2 separate regions of the Arachis hypogaea genome follow, and region 1 is linked to region 2. The links are chromatin contacts, called in public Hi-C maps. All regions are on one chromosome and are shown on one strand. The core of a region is the stretch at or near the end of the contact, and the rest is flanking DNA. Distances in the headings are between cores, read along the strand shown. Region 1 has its middle 5.4 kb from the start of LOC140176355. Region 2 overlaps LOC112720826 (NADH dehydrogenase [ubiquinone] 1 beta subcomplex subunit 8, mitochondrial).

What was found. A called contact is a pair of places that touch in the nucleus more often than the background predicts.
Region 1: a Hi-C map of leaf shows a contact between it and region 2, with 2.5 times the contacts expected there. The contact joins two enhancer-like sites. A contact is called at or near these places in 2 of 8 Hi-C or Micro-C datasets (leaf and an unstated tissue).

Annotation. Positions count from the first base shown.
Region 1 is chr11:48,911,764-48,914,463 of arahy.Tifrunner.gnm2.J5K5, forward strand. No RefSeq gene overlaps it. Among protein-coding and RNA genes, the nearest start is that of LOC140176355, 5.4 kb to the left of the region's middle. Within about 2 kb of position 1,363, at least 2 of the 3 cell types and tissues checked have open chromatin away from gene starts, as enhancers often do.
Region 2 is chr11:48,609,702-48,612,401 of arahy.Tifrunner.gnm2.J5K5, forward strand. LOC112720826 (NADH dehydrogenase [ubiquinone] 1 beta subcomplex subunit 8, mitochondrial) reads left to right here. Exons shown (of 4, transcript XM_025771922.3): 4 at 470-684. The coding sequence ends at 526. Among protein-coding and RNA genes, the nearest start is that of LOC112720826, 6.0 kb to the left of the region's middle. Within about 2 kb of position 1,365, at least 2 of the 3 cell types and tissues checked have open chromatin away from gene starts, as enhancers often do.

The DNA of each region.
Region 1 (2,700 bases), core at 113-2,612, 300 kb after region 2:
TTTACGGTTTAATGGGTGTCATGCTCAAATATAAATAGTCCTTCAGGGTTTCGGTCCCCAATATACCAAAGCCGCCTTTGTTGCTCTTTCCCCATCAAAAGAGTTGCAATCCAGTCGCCTAGGAATACAGAAGGCTTTAGTTGAGGAAGATCGAAGGAACCACAAGATTGAGACAATCCTTCCATCTAATTTCTAATTTCTATTAGTAAAGGTACGCTTCCACATTATGATATATTTTTGGTGACTCAATATGGATGATCTGGATTAATAAAATAATTTATTCCAACATGTTCTTTATTTTAATTACACTTTTAAGTACTCTGAATAGATTTATTTTATTATACTTTTAATAACCAAACTAAACATTACTTATGTTAGTAAAGAGTGATCCACGGCATTGAGTGAGAGGATAGGAGATAGCGATGATTTCGGCGCTGGCTATATTGAATAGGACGGCAAAGTTATTGACGATGGGAATTCAACGACGTCGTTAAGGGATAAAGAAAGAGAGATTGCGTGAGAGGGCAGTAGATGACGACGACGTCGTTCTTCTTGTCACCACGGCGACTACGATGCTTGGAAGTACTGAAGCTACGTGACGGAGAAAGAATGGAGGAGTGGAAAGATGTTTCAATTAACGGGAGTGAGGTGTTGATATTTTAAGAAATTATATCATTACCCATCTCAAATAATAAATTACAAAATAATCCAACTATGGTTAATATAATAACCAATTAAAACGTGACACATGATAAAGAATAATTTATACGTTATTTTAGAGAAAATTGGATAGAATTCACCTAATTAAATATAGTCCATTTCTAATTGTTAAATTCATCATTTTTTTTCTATTAATTTTGACCAAAAGAACATACTTCATACAACACAAGCGAAATCACTACGATCATAGTAATATAGCTGACTTTCGTCACACTGTGCTACCCCATTTCTAAAACTATCCAATATCATCTTTTTAAACCTTTGCTAAGGATTATTGTTGTCCTTCAATTCTTCGCTACATAATAAATGGACACAATATTATCTAAACGTATATCCAATTTTCAAGAAAGTACGATGGAATACTTGAAACGTTTCATAAAGTACAATGACATATGTGAAAACTTTCCCAATGAATATATAAAAGATAATAGAAACAGGATACTAGATAGGGATGGATGCAATGAAAATGAAAAGCACGCAGTGGGAACGTTCGAGTGTCCGGACCGTTGACATTGTCAATTTTCGATTAGATCGATCGGTCGGTCCAGTCCAATTTTAAAAATCATGACTCGAACTGAACTAGCTAGGTCACGGACTGACCTCCTGCAGCCAGCTCACGGTCACGGAGACTCAGTACTCTCTCGAAATCACAAAACCACAGCACATGATTCCAAAACTTCCATTTATATTCCCTATCTCTTTCTCTCCATCTCTCTGTGCCCCACTAATTTTTTATATCAAATATAATTGGAATTTTATCTGATATAAGAATTATGTGATTTTCTTTTTCTTCAAAGTACTACTTTTTTTTATACTAATTAAAATTTAGTCCAATGATAAAAATGATTAATCCACAATAACATAATGAACTAGTTACTACTATATCCCTATAGCTTCCTCGGTAGTGGATGGATTGTTATTATTACGAGGGACAAACTTATGGTAGCGTTAGATATATAATCCATGATTCTACTTGTCGGTTTAATCTCTTTTCGTCAAGTGATTTTATAATATATACATGTTTTTAATAAAACGATTTAGGCTTTGATTCTTAGAATAAGAAAAAATTTAGTATATGAGAAATAAAAAAATATTTATGTATAATCACATTTTAAGTTGAAAAGAGATTATTGTTTGAAGAGATGAATTATATATAAAATTATTTATGTATCTTTAGTTATCAGTGTAAATTTAAAAATAATATTTGCATTTTTTTTGTACATAACCTTTTTTATATATTCTCTTTTTATGGTATAAAAAAATATTTTATCTTCTTTTACTTTTTATCGATCATTTTGAATATTAAAAAGCTAAAAGTGTACAAAAGAATTGTAAAAAAAAAAATTAGTGCAAATAACGTTATTCCCGTGGTGTTTAAATTTTTGAAATAAAATAATTTTATAATAACATGTATATTTTTTAGTAAGCCTTATCAATTTTTGTTATGGAAAATTCAACTAATTCAATTTAATTTCTTGAAATTTAAATAAGAATTTCAAACTTATATAATACATACACTTGCTTAAAGAATTAAATTTCCTATTATTTTGACTATTGTGATATTGTTACAAAAGACACATTGCATGTTGTGGTTGATTTTTTTGTTATGGAAGCTGTGAATGTGTTGTGCATAATTATAGATGTTAGAGGTAGTAGACCAATTTGTGGGACAATTTTTGTTCAAATTTGGTGTTAAGAAATTGGACCCTTCGATTTCATTGTTGAAAATTTTTTGTAAGCAAATCGGAGGGTCCGTTTTGTATGAAGGAAATATCTGAAATTTATATGAAACTTATCGGACATTTCGAGTTCTGCATGAATGAAAATTTCTTTTTTATTTTCCCTCAACAACTCGCATGGTCTGTGTTGTAGTGAATAAGTCGGACTGTCCGATAAGCCTCGCCCCACTCGCACCGTCCGATTTCTTACCTGCTGACACCACATGCAGGTAAAGCACACCTGATCCCCATAACGGGGTCC
Region 2 (2,700 bases), core at 115-2,614:
CCGCCTCTTTAAAGAGTTAGTGTTGCCATTTTGAAGGCCCTGCTTACAACTTGTAGAACTGAACTTTGTGATGTAAGCAAGTATGAGCCAAAAATGAAATAGTTGTCCTCGGAAAGTGTATCAAAAGTCACATTAGCTGATTATAGTTCTATAGTTTAGAACTTTGTTCTTAAACTGTCAAAATCCATTCCTTATTCTAGCAGCATCAATATTCATTGTTATCCATAGTTTTCTCACGGAAGTTATCAAGGTCTGCTGACTATGGAGGTTTTTGTCTTTTATGTACCCTTATTGCGGCCACCTAGTGGAATAAAGTTTATTTGTTGTTTGTTATTGTATGTACCCTTATTGTGGCTTCCATGAACTGTGCATTCCGATTGAACTTTGATATTATTGTAGCAATGCTACCTTCTGCAAATACTTAGTATTTCATGTGCTGAGGTATTTCTGTTTTATTTTTTGTTACCAGACACCCAAAGTATATCCATATGACAATCTGCGCGTGGAACTTGGTGGTGAACCATAGATGGATCCAAGGCAATAGTGGAATGGGAACTTGTTTTTCATGTAATTGTTCTTTTCATTAACTTGTGCTCTCTTGTAGTTCAAACTTCAAAATAATGGAATGTGGGAAGACTTGCTGGAACCAGCTACAGGAATGAAAACTGAATATGGTTTTATTTATTTATTCATTTTCATGCTTATGGTGGCTATTCTGAGGACTGAGGAGTGGGCCATTGTTTTGCTCTTTAAGAAACCGAACCTCTTTATAAGATGGTAAGACTTTTGAACTCGTGAACCTTTGCCCATTTAAAAGTGTACACTATTTAACCAAGTTGGGTTGGTCTAGTGGTTAGCTCACTAGTCCGCTTAAGCAAGTGTCGGGGGTTCGAATCCCGCCTTGTGCATGCAGCAACCCATTGGCCAGCGGCAAACCCTTAAATGGAGCTCAGTACCGCGACGGATTAGTCCTTGACCTGCCGGGTCAGGGGATACCGTGGGAAACCAAAAAAAAAAAAGTGTACACTATTTAAAGTTTTAAACCACTTTTATGATTGGAAAAAGGACCTCAAGTTGTTCATAGTGCGCTACTTTGCTCTTAAACTTTTAAAATCTGTTCCACAATACTAGTAGCAATTTTTATATTACGAGACTGAAAAATTGAACCTCGTGCCTTGAATTTAAAATCTAAACCGTCTTTATTGAAACCTCAAAACAACACAATCGCATAACCCAAGCGTGATTATCCAACTGATTGGAAATCTCGGAGCGGTGTGAATCCAATTTATATGCTATTTAGGTGACAAGAGGCATTAATAAATTGAGTAATCAAGTTATAAACCTCAAGTTGGACTGAATAATACAGCTTAAATCCACCGAAGGCTGTATATATGGGTGTAGAATGCTATGATCATTTCTCCTGTATATATGGGTGTAGAATGCTATGATCATTTCTCAATTCTGGGGACGTGGAATAACCTTTTACTTTCTGTGACTAGTTTTTTTCATTATGGATTACAAACGTGTTGACAGCTGTTCACACTTGTCTATACACGTATCTACTTTGTCCAATCCTGTCATCGTGTATTAATAAAAAATAAAATTTTTTTCTTTAAATATGCTTGGACATACTTAAACCACCATCATGTATCAGTGTGTCTAGTCTTATTTTAACATTTATTTTTTAAATAAATTTAAAAATAGTATATATTATTATTTATTAAAACAAAAAATATTTTATATATTTAAATAAGATATTAAAAATAATTAAAAATTAATTTATGTTTTAATATCAATAAAATATCAAAATATCATTACGATTTATCTAAAAAATACTTTATATTTTATATATATGCGTGTCCGTGTGTCTTATACAATTTTATAATTCGTGTGTCAATGTATCACATGTCATGTCGTGTCCCATGTCCGTATCAGTGTCTATATTTTGTAGATATTTATTTATTTTTTTAATTTGAAAAACTGATATCGGAGGGTAAAACTTGTATTGTGAAACATTTTTAAATCCGAAAATCGTAGGATTCAATTTAAGTGTCCTTAATTTAGAAATCCAGCACCTTTCCCCTTCTTTTTCTTCTTTCTCTTCTTCATTTCCAATTGTTTCACTAAGAGCTCAGTAAAAAGAGCTTCTTAGTAGATGAGAGGTGTTTAGTGAGAAAAAGAAAAATAGATGATAGATTTATGTTAAGAATAATAGTCAAATTTTATTATAAATATATGAGAGGATAAAATTCGTATATGAGAATTCGTCTGATTTTGTTGTTTCTTCCATGATATCATTTGGGGAACGAAAACGTGTAATTTATAAATGGATAAATCCTCAAATATCGAAGAGCCATGTATTTTATTTAGACATCCTATATTAGTATTTGGTAAGTTTATTCAATTTCATATAATCTATGTCATTGAAGAAGCAATCATGCAAGATATGTTTTCAATCTATTATCAAACTCAATCACAAGTGTCAATCATTGAGGCGTATATTAAGTTTGAATAATCATAAGTAGGCCGAAATATCAAAACCGTGATATAGTTTAAGGGTAGCAAAACCGTGCCCTAAAGAACAAAACATACCCAAAAAGAAGAAAATTGGAGTCCAAAACACATACGCCCGACATACATGTCCACCAACCCGGCGTACAAGTTCTTAGCCTTGACCTTTTCACACTCAAGTGGTCATAA